Regions from separate parts of the Sus scrofa genome. Here regions 2 and 3 are each linked to region 1. Evidence: chromatin contacts called from public HiChIP or PLAC-seq data. All regions are on one chromosome and are shown on one strand. The core of a region is the stretch at or near the end of the contact, and the rest is flanking DNA. Distances in the headings are between cores, read along the strand shown.

Region 1 (3,410 bases), core at 693-3,192:
ACGCGGCTCGGATCCTCCGATCCTGTGGCTGTGGTGGAGGCTGGCGGCTGCAGCTCCAACTGGACCCCTAGCCTGGGAACCTCCACATGCCATGAATAGGAGCCTCAAAAGACAAAAAAAAGAAACACAAAAAAAACCCTGGGCTGGGCGCGCTTGGGTTTGGGCACAGACCTTTCTGGAGGGGACATGCCAGAAGCGGGCAGCGGCTGCCTCTGCAGGACAGCTGGGCCCTCCTCCCCCGCTGCCCTCCGTCTTCTCCGTGCGACGCTGTGCTCTGGGGGCCGTGTCCGTGAAAAAACACATTTTCATATGAAAAATGAATCATTGCTTCAGAGACACAGGGGTGCTTGTTCCAGGGGGCTGGGACGAGGGAGCCGGTGGCCAGCAACGGGGTGAGCGGTAAGGGGAGCTCGGGGGGCCGTGCGGGTGGAGGTGACCGTCAACTGGTCGTCAGCTCCAAGAGCGAAAACGTGCCTTCCAGCCCAGCCGCTAACGCAGCAGCGTGAACTAAGTCTCGAGGCGGAGCCCGACCGCAGCTCCCAGCATGGGGCCGGCCTGGTCTCCACTGGAGGCTCCCACCTTGAAGCCTGGGGCCTTGGGACCTGCCCGGGGACCCCGGGGGCTCATAAATAAGCAATAAATACACAAGTAGGACAGGCCTCTCTGGAGAGAGCCTCCACCGGCCCGTCGGGGAGCCGAGTCAGTGGTCACTGGACAGACCTGGGCAGGACACAGGTACAGCCCACGGGCACGCGGATGAACTCGGCGTGGAAGGCGAAGGCCCCGGGCGTGGGCGCCCCCGCGGCATCCCGGGAGCAGGGCTGGCGGCGCAGCACCAGCAGGCTCTGGGTCAGGGGCACGGAGTTGAGCGCGGCGGTCTCGCGGCCCGTCTTGGTGCTGATGCAGCCCTTGCACAGGCACTCGGCGAAGGCCAGCTTCTGCGGGTAGCGGCTCTCATCCGTGTCCACACTGCGGGCCAGATGGGGAGTCAGCGCCGGTGGGTGGCCAGTGCCTCCCGACCCGCCCGCAGCCCCATGGCTGCCCCTACCCGCCTGGCCTTGCGGCGCAGAAGCCGGCCCCCTGCCCAGCCCAGCGCCCTGCAGGGGCGTGATGGGGCCCCGGGGTCCGAGGGCCGGCTGAGTCAGAGACCCGGCTGGAGAAGCTCAGCTGAGGGGCCCCGGCCCGGCGCTGCCCAGTTAGCGGCAAAGGCACCGAGGCTTGGGGGGCCCTGGGGGACCCCCACCCAGGGCACGCCCCACGCTCACCGGTATCTCCAGGGAGAGATGGAGCGCTGGTGGATGTCTGCTTCCAGCACCTCTTCGGGCTGCAGAACCTGGCACTGGATCCCGCCCGGGGACCCCGCCTGTCGCTTCCTGCGGCCTGCCGCCTCCAGGCTGGACACCAGGGCTACCGGCAAAGCCTGCTCCCACTTGGCAGCTCGAGCCAAAAGGTGTGGGGGGGCGTGGCCCAGGGACAGCTCCTCCGCCGAGTAGCAGCGCGGGGCCCCCGCCCGGAGTTGGAGGCTGTGGCGAGCCAGGCAGGCGGGCAGCCAGGCCAGAAGCAGGAGGCCAGGAGAGAGCTGGGGGATAGAGGGTGGGGGGTCAGGAGACCCTGGGAGGGGCCACCTCACTGCCAGCGCGCTCGCTCTGCTCCCTGTGGAAAGCCCACCCCCCCCCACAGTTGGGGAAACGGAGGCCCTGGGGCCTCTAGCCCCTCAGCCCCGCGCTCCGCTGCGCACCCGGGCTCCTGGGTCCTGGCTCCCGTTTCTCCCAACGTTGAAGGCCTTCCTGAGCCTTCTCCCAACATCCTCAGCCCGGAGATCAGCCAACCAGCAACCGCTCAGGGCCAGGGGCACCGTCCCGGCAGGGCGCGGGGCAGGAAGCTCACCATCGCGGCGGCGGCTGGGCTCTGAGCGCGTGTGCCCTGGCGGCTGCCCCGGCTGCTGCCGGCTCCTGGTGCCCTTTATACCTGCGGCCACACCTGGGGAAAATCCAGGCACCGCTTCCTCCTCGGGAAGCGCCTGGCTCCTCTTCCTCCTCCCGCCCTGCAAGTGTCCCCTCCCCCGGCCCAGGGTGGGCCCATCTCCCAGTCCTCCTTCCTCCTTGGCACCCCACCCAGTGGGACCCTGGCCCGGGTCAAGTCCTTGCAAATGGGGCTGGGGATGGACCCAGCCTGGGCGATACTCTTGAACCTTCTGTGAAAGGGTTTCCGTCTAAGCGCCCTCCTGCAGCTTGCTTCTTTGATTCAACTTGTCTGTTGTGCTGTTTGGTCCGGGTGCCTGGGGCGGTGACCTGGGGCGGGTGGGGTGGGCCCTCCGTTGTGCTGCTGCCCAGTCTTCCGCCAGGGCTGGTCCCCCGTCCCCTCTCTGTCAGGTGCACGTCTGCATCTGCCTCCTCCTGCCCACACGGGGGAGCTTCCAGCAGAGCCTGGGGGCTGGGGGCCTGTGAGCGACCCCAGGTTTCTACGTTGGGCTGCTGTCATTTTATTCAACACAACTGTAAGTCTGGGTGGAGGGGGTGACAACGCCTCGGAAACTTTAAAGCATGGTGCACCCTAAGAAGCTTGCTAAGGAGGTGCCAGGAGTCCACCTGTGCCCACTCAGTGCTCCTGCCTGGGGTGCTGCCTTTGTTAGCCTAAAAAGCACACAGACTGAGCCCAGGCCTGCAAAGCGCTGAATCACCCTGGGGTGGGCCCACCACCCTCCAAGGCTGAGGGCCCTGGCTGGCCTGGTCCTCTTGTCTGTGCCCCGTCCGGCAGAGGAGAGCCAGGGCGTGGAGGTCTCCCCTCCTGCAAGCAGGAGCCGTGGACACCATCAAGGTGCAGGCAGTGTCTAAGTTGGGAAGCGCAGACCCCGGGACAGGGAGGCGCCTGAGGGCACTGAAGGGCCTGCCGAGCCCTGGTCTGGAGGAAACGTTCTCGTGGCCGGCGTGCGTCCGCAGCGCGCCCCTGTTTCTTCCTGACAGACGCTGGCTAGTGGTACACGGGGTCCCCAGGCTGCTCCCGCCTGCCTCGGCCCTGCCCACAGCCATCCTCGCTTCCTGCAAGGGGGCAGCAGCCTTGCAGGCTCTCCCCCCACGGGCTCAGGACAGGAGCTCAGCCTTTCACAGCTCTGGAGGCCAGGGGTGTCGGCCCGGCTGGTTCTTTCTGGGTCTCTGCCTCTCTCTCGCCTTCCGGTGGCACCTGGTGTTCCCTGGCTTGTAAACACATCAGCGCAGCCTCTGCGTGCCTCGCCCTGCTGTCTCTCCTGTGTCTCCTGAGAACACCCCTCTAACCCAGGCCAGTCTCACGCCCTGCTCTTAATCCTGCCTGCGCAGGCCCTTCCCTCAGACAAAGCTGCAGTCCCCTGGGCACTGGGCTAGGACCGCAAGCTATGTGGGGGCACGACTGAGCTCTGATGGCAGCTGCCAGGC
Region 2 (3,720 bases), core at 21-2,520, 36 kb before region 1:
AGCGTGGTGCAGGGCTGGCCCAGGTCCTGGCAGGGCTCTCTGTGTCTGAGCTGAGCCAGGAAAGGGAGGGAGGAAACAGACCAACAGCCTGCGAGGCCACAGGCTAGGTGAACAAGCAGCAAGCACCCGCCTACCCTCTGAAAACCACACTCGCGGCATCACGGGGCCAGGTCTCACCTGTGGGGCAGACCTGCGCCTTCTTCCGTGTGGGCACCACTGCCTGCACTGCCACGAGCCCTCACCAAGCGGCAGAGACCCGTGTGAGGCTGGAAGTGCCAGCCAGTGCCTAACGCCTCAGAGCCTGCTTTTTCTTCTGCAAACCTAAGACCCTGTGTGGCGTGGCCTCCCTCTCCACAGTTCTTCCGCAGACACACCACCGCCTCCACCTTGCCCCGGGGCCTCCAGGCGGCAGAGAGCACCAGGCTGCCACGAGGCACCAGGGCCTCTAAAGGCAGGCCTGCTGCACGGCCATGAAATCACCTGGTGGCTCTCAGGGGCCTGGTGCCCAGACACTGACCGCTGAACTCAGGCACCATCCACATCCAGAAAGGACGCGACACCCAGGCACGGCTCCCGCTTTGGGGCCCTGACGGACTCCAGGGGACAGGGAAGGAGGCGAGGCTGTCCCAGGTCAGCGGGCTGCTGCTGCGGGTACATGTGCTGCCCTGGGACTAAACGTCCCAGAACCACACGTCTGAACCCCCTGGAAATCTGGAATTCCAGGCCATGTCCTTTCCCCCACGGCATGAGCTTTTTGGCGGCCCGGGGCCAACTTCTGAAGCCCTGTCTCTCACCTGGAGAGGGCCCCTCTCCCCCAGGCGGGCTGACCGCCTGGGCGCCCCTCTGGCTGGTCAGCTGGGTCAGCACTGGTGCTCAGGGCTGGTACTCACCGCAACCACCGTCGCGAGTGTGCGCAGGAGGCGGGGGCGGGCGTAACCATCTGGAGCAGGGTTCTCTGAGGCTGGGCTTCACGGACGGACGCTCCCACCACGTGGGGCACGGAGCCGGGCTCGGCTGCCGCCCAGCCTTGACCTCTGCCCTTCAGTCCACGGCGAGTCGGTGCGCCAGGCGCCGGGGTCGGTGTGACTCGAGGCACACGCCAGGGAAGTCCCGTGGGTGGACGCGCAGCCCCGCGCTCCCTCCCCAGCAGCCCGCGCACCTGTCCTGGGCGTGGCCCGAAGCCCCGCCCCGCGGCCCCGCCCCGCCGCGGCCGCGCCGCGCGCTGGTTGGCTGATGAGGCGCGCCATGCTAATGACCTGACCCTCGCGGCACCTGCGGACCGCGCCGCCCGCGGGCTCCGGCGGCAGTGGGACCCGCGAGAGGGCACCATGCCGCGCTCCTTCCTGGTGAAGACGCACTCCGGCCACAGGGTCCCCAACTACGGGCAGCTGGAGACGCAGAGAGGTAGGGGCTGCGGGCTCCCTAGCCCCGCCCAGGCCTCAACTCTTGCAGGAGGGGCGAGGCCCCCTCTGAGCGGGGACACCTGCCCCAGGTGGGAGGAGGGAGCTGAGAACTTGGGACTGGAGGTAGGAAGGTGGCCTCCGGGCGCCTTGTCCACTTAAGGGGCCTCGGCCTCGAGTCGGGCAGAGTGGGCAGGGATTCCCTCTCCACTTAGAGAAGTTTTCGGGGCCCCCCCATCACTCTGGGGCTCTCCTCCGATGGCCTGGGGGCACCCATCCCAACGAAGGGGACCCAGAGCCCCCTGATGCAGGAGGGTGGAGAGGCCCAACAGGTGTTGTGGAGGGAGACGAAGCGAGCCCAGGCTCTCCCCCAAGGGCCACCCCAGAGCATCCTGGCTTGGGCGGTGAGTGGAAGGGACAAGCAGAGTGACCCAGAGGCCCTGGGGTGCCAAGGCCAGCTCATCCAGCTTTCCACGGGGCCCCTTCCAGTACTGCCCCAGCCCTCTGGGGGTCTCCTTCCCTCCAGCCCCCCTCATCCTTGAGAAGATTGTCCAGGGCAGCCTGGCCTAAAGGGCTGGGGTCTTCATCGAGTGGGGAGACAGGCATCCAGAAACCAGGACTGTGCCCTCATTCCCTCCCCTGTCAGCTCAGGGGCGGGAGGAGGTCCCAGGGCGAGGCCTCTCTAGAATGGACAGAGCCGCCCCCAGGTCTGCAGCTTCTCGGGGTAAAGACCTTCTGGGGACTGCTCAGTGACTTGGGGGAGACCGAGAGGGAAGAGGGACACTGCGGAGGAGGCCAGAGGACAGTCATGCAGTCCGTGCTGCCGCTCAGAGCTCCTTAGCCCTCTCAGGACTGGGATCCAGAGGGAGCCCAGGCTGCCACCAGGTGGCACCTTCTAGGACTGGGATCCTCAACTCAGCATATTGAAATTCAGCAGTCACCCCCAGCAATCTCCTAAAATAAAAAAGAGAGGCCAGGGCAGTGTTGGTGGTAAAGGAAACTTTGTTTCAGATGATGACACACACATATAGACTCAAAATACATAGAGAGGTGTGTGTGTATCATAGAAAATGTAACTTACGTGGGGCATAGCTTTCAAAGTTGAAAACCACTCTTTAGAGCCCAGCCACACAGTGCGTCCCACCTTACCACTGGAACGTGCCACGCAAATCCAGCATTTCTGCGAGGCCCAGAGATCGGGTCAGGAAACAGCCACAGGGCCCTTAGGGCTTGATGCCCCCCGCCCCTCCCAGCCCCAGCTTTCCGAGGGCCACATGGCCACGGGGATCCTCTTTCTGCCAGGCAGTTACCCCAGGATAGATCTGAGACACTGGATTTAGGGTCCCCCCCTCTCCATTTTCAATGGGTGCCCTTCTGATCTCCCCAGGGGACCTCTGAAGCCAGAGGGAACTTAAAAGTCTCTTCTCCCACAAACTAAGCTGCAGGATGAAAAGCCAAGCTAACCCAGAGATACACAGAAGCATTTTAAATCCTAGCAGAAGCAGAGCACCTGGCATGGTGCTCCCTCCGCCCCTCCCACTGGGTTGGCACTGGCCCCCAAGACAGGGTTTGGCTCCTGGTGATGCCCTGGCCAGGGAGTGGGTGAGCCACAGAGACTTGAGCAAGGTGACCTTGCCCTAGGGGAGCTTCCATGTGGAATGGGGGGCAGGGGTCCTAGACTCTCTGAGCACCCTAGTGCTGTATCTCCAGAAGCTCCTTGGACTTCATCTCGTAGAGGGGGTCACCATCCAGCCCCCACTTCTGGGAGGACAGGACCCCGCATGCTGCTGTTATAACCGGGCAGACTGGCGTGGAAGACGGTGAGGTCGGGAGAGCGTGAAGGATGGTGACCTGCCCTAGCCTTCCCGTGTCTCTGCACTGTCATCTCTACGGGTCTTTTTTCTTTTTTGGCCACACCTGAGGCATATGGAAGTTCCTTGGCCAGGGATCAAATCCGAGCCGCAGCTTCAATCTGTACCAAAGCCATGGCCGCACCAGATCCTTAACCCACCACGGCGCAATGGGAACTCCAGATTATTGGTGTTTTTATTGTTGAGCTTTGAGGGACCTTTACAGATTCTGGACACTAATTCTTTATCACATTCTGACTTGCAGCTATTTCCTCCATTCTCTGGGTTGTCTTTCTCAACCCAAAGCCTTAGCATGGATGTAGCGATGGGGCCAGAGAGTTATTTCAACACATGAAATACGAAAGGGGTTGAGGAGTTCCCTTGTGGCTCACCAGGTTAAGGACCCAGCATTGTTACTGCACTGGTGCAAGTTAGATCCTTGGCCCAGGAACTTCTGCATGCTCTGGGAG
Region 3 (3,532 bases), core at 372-2,871, 56 kb after region 1:
TTGCTAAGCGGGTTAACGATCCAGCGTTGCCGTGAGCTGTGGTGTAGGTTGCAGACGCGGCTCGGATCCCGAGTTGCTGTGGCTCTGGCGTAGACCAGTGGCTACAGCTCCGATTGGACCCCTAGCCTGGGAACCTCCATATGCCGCGGGAGCGGCCCAAGAAATAGCAAAAAAAAAAAAAAGACAAAAAGAAAATGCAGAATCATAACTTCATAGACTTAAAACATCCAAAGGAAGGATGTGTGGGTTGGTGACAGACACTGTCCCCAACCTGACCAAGCCTGACCCCAAATGACCCCTCAGGGAGGATGCACTCACTCACCTCGAGATGATCAGTGAAAAAGGAAAAAAAAAACAAACCCAAAAACTCTTCTGCTCTCGGGAACGATTCCACAAAGTTTTCATAAAATGTTTCACCATCTCCCACCTCAAATTGGAGAGGCTGAGGGGTTTTAACCTCTGGGACACATCTGAATGGTTTCAGAGCTGGCTGGGCTCCACACATGTGTTCAGACTGTAAAATCACTAGGAAAAGACTTCCTGTTGGGGAAATGGGAATCAGCCCAGGTCCAGACTCACCCTGAGAATCCCAATCTCCGCTCTGGGAAAGGACCACTCCAAAGGCAACGTGAAGATGAGAAACCAAGAGAGCCACTGCTGTGCCCCCAAAAGCCCTCTCCTTCCATTCTCCCCAAAGAGATCCGAAGGCTGATCTACTCTAACAGATGGAGCTGAACAGCTCACTTAAGATAATCGACCATTCTACCTGGCCAACTCAGCTGTCGTAAGAATTCAGGAAAACTTGAAGTTTTCGCAGGAGCAAAGCCGGAAGTCTTAAAGTCTGACGTCCCCCCAGCAATGACCCGGCATCCTTTGGGCTCCTTACCAAAGGAAAGGAAGTTTACTCCAAAGAGTGGCGCGCATCTTGGGGCGCAGCGCATAGGTCCAACCTGTGCCACCGGGAAGCCGAGGGGGCAAGTTCCAAGAGGCTCGAGAGAGTTCAAAGCTCCTGAAGAGCCCATCCCCAGTCCGGAGGGTGAGCCTGCGTGCCTCCTTCCGCCGCCCCCTCCCCCGGTCTTTGTAGGCGGCAAACACTGCCACGCGGATGTCCCGGAAGAGAAATGACAGCTTCGGGAGATCAACTCCACGGCGGGCGCGGAGGCAGCCGCCGTGCGCTCGGGCTAAAGGGTTCCAGGGTCCCCGGCCGGCTCGCAGCGAAAGGAGCGCAGGATCGTGCCTGAGTCAACGTCCTCTTCCTGGGGCTCGAGAACCACGCTTCGGCCGCGGGCAGCCTGGAGCGCTCCCCGGAGGCGGAGGCGGCGGGGCTCCCCGGCCTCCGCTCCGCGCCGCCGCCACGCTCCCCGCCCGGCCGCCTCGGCCTCCTCCTTCTACCCGCCCCGCCTCCGTGGTGGCGCCACCACTTACCTTACGAGAGCAGGGAGGGGGGGCCACGGCTCCGCGGAGGTCGGGGCGGCGTGGGGAAGTCGTCCCTCGACCCTTCCGCTCCTCACAGGCTCCGGCTTGAGGCGCGACGCGGGCGGAACAAACGGGCTCCACTACCCGCGGGGGCCGGCCATTGTGCGACGTCATCAGGCCGCGACGGTTGTCCTGCGGGCCGGGCGGGCTTACCTCTCTTGCCCCGCCCTCCGCCCGCTTCCTTCCGGCCTCCGCGCAGCTGCCTCCTCGCAGCCCCGCCCCCGCGGCGCGCGCCCGCCTGAACCCGACAGGACGCAGGCGCGGCCGAGGCCCCGCCTCCCGGGCGGGTCTCAGGACGCGCGCGCCGGCCGTCGTGCGGCTGGGAGAGCTTCCCGGGCCTCCGGGTCACGTGACGCGTGAGCGCCGGCGGGTTCCCGCCCCGCTGTGCGAGCTGCGCGCGGAGATGGGTCCCGGGGAGGTGGGGCGAAGAACTTACCTGCCCCCTTCCGGGTGGGGAGCTTCCGCGCAGGGGGGCTGCGCACCCAATCCAAAGTTAGTCCTTTCAGGGAAATGAGTTTATTTTATTTTTAATCTTTTCAGGGCGCACCCGCGGCTTATGGAAGTTCCCAGTCTAGGGGTCAAATCGGAACTGTAGCTGCCGGGCTACACCACAGCCACAGGAACGAGGGGGCAGAGCCGTGTCTGCGACCTGTAGCACAGTTCACTGCAGTGCCAGATCCTTAACCCACTGAGCGAGGCCAGGGATCGAACCTGCTTCCTCAGGAATGCTAGTCAGATTCCTTTCTGCTGAACCACGACGGGAACTCCAGGAAATGAGTTTAAATAACGAAGATTAAACTTTTTAAACTGTTTTGGGGGGATTAAATCCCCCCTTCCGTTAGATAGAATCAGTTCAAAACAAAATGATCATTTTCGAGATAGCGAGTTAAAATGTCAAAGCCTAGGAGTTCCCGTGGTGGCACAGCGGAAATGAATCTGACTAGGAACCATGAGGTTGGGGGTTTGATCCCCGGCTTCGCTCAGTGGGTTTACGATCCGGTGTTGCCGTGAGCTGTGGTGCAGGTCACAGACGCGGCTCGGATCTGGCTTGCTGTGGCTGTGTCGTAGGCGGCAGCTGTAGCTCGGATTAGATCCCTAGCCTGGGAACCTCCATCCTGAGGGTGTGGCCCTAAAAAAAAAAAAAAAGTCAAAGCTGAAACATTTGAAACTATTTCTGTGTAACTAAATAGCTATTGCTTTATCAAATATAACTGATCCAACACAAAACAATCATTTTTGAGATACTGAGTTTAAATGTCAAAGCTTAAACTTTTTAACTATTCCCAATGTTGTTTAAAGAGAAACAGCTCTGATTAGACCCCTAGCCTGGGAATTTCCATATGCCTTGGGAGTAGCCGTAAAAAGACAAAAGACAAAAAAATAAAAAATAAAAAAAATTTTTTTAAATTAAAAAAATGAAAACAACAGCCCCAAAATGGAGTCACTTATGCTAAGCCTAACCAGACTTCATGACTAATCTAATTGAAATTTCAGCCCCTCCCAGGAGTGGAAATTTAAATCCTTTAGTCTGGAGCTTTCTGGTCAGCACTAGGGAGTAATCTGCCTAAGACCCCTTGCCTCCCCCTAAAGGAGGGTGACCTGGCCTGAAGTAATCCAGCCTTTTAATGTCGTTGTACCTATAAAAGCCTCCATCCTGTACAGCCTGTAGAAGCCTTTCTAAATGCTAGACGGGGTGCTGCCAGATTCATAAATTGTTGACTAAAGCTAATTAGATCTTCAAATTTACTCAGTTGAATTTTTTAATTTTTATTTATTTATTTATTTTTGCTTTTTTGCTTTTTAGGGTTGAACCCATGGCATATGGAAGTTCCCAGGCTAGAGTCAAATCAGAGTTACAGCTGCCAGCCCCAGTCACGGCCACACGGGATCTGAGCCAAGTCTGCGACCTCACCATAGCTCACTGCAGCGCCAGATCCTTAACCCACTGAGTGAGGCCAGGGATCGAACCCTCAACAGGGTTCCTAGTTGGATTCTTTTCTGCTGCACCACGATGGGAACTCCTATTTTATCACTTTTTAATTTTTTAAATTATTTT

What was found. HiChIP or PLAC-seq counts read pairs in DNA pulled down with a chosen protein or histone mark.
Region 2: an H3K27ac HiChIP or PLAC-seq map of alveolar macrophages shows a contact between it and region 1. The contact joins the promoter of SNAI3 here to the promoter of IL17C in region 1. A contact is called at or near these places in 1 of 5 promoter capture datasets (liver), 1 of 47 Hi-C or Micro-C datasets (liver) and 1 of 2 datasets of contacts at active chromatin or transcription factors (alveolar macrophages).
Region 3: a contact with region 1 is called in an H3K27ac HiChIP or PLAC-seq map of alveolar macrophages. The contact joins the promoter of ZC3H18 here to the promoter of IL17C in region 1. A contact is called at or near these places in 3 of 47 Hi-C or Micro-C datasets (embryonic fibroblasts, fetal heart ventricle and skeletal muscle) and 1 of 2 datasets of contacts at active chromatin or transcription factors (alveolar macrophages).

The regions. Positions count from the first base shown.
Region 1 is chr6:1,023,231-1,026,640 of Sscrofa11.1, forward strand. It overlaps IL17C (interleukin-17C), which reads right to left and starts at 1,943. Exons shown (of 3, transcript XM_021093667.1): 1 at 1,888-1,943; 2 at 1,266-1,579; 3 at 100-969. The coding sequence starts at 1,890. The coding sequence ends at 708.
Region 2 is chr6:987,705-991,424 of Sscrofa11.1, forward strand. It overlaps SNAI3 (zinc finger protein SNAI3), which reads left to right and starts at 1,271. Exons shown (of 3, transcript XM_021093663.1): 1 at 1,271-1,404. The coding sequence starts at 1,329.
Region 3 is chr6:1,079,920-1,083,451 of Sscrofa11.1, forward strand. ZC3H18 (zinc finger CCCH domain-containing protein 18) reads right to left here and starts at 1,622. Exons shown (of 18, transcript XM_021093665.1): 1 at 1,426-1,622.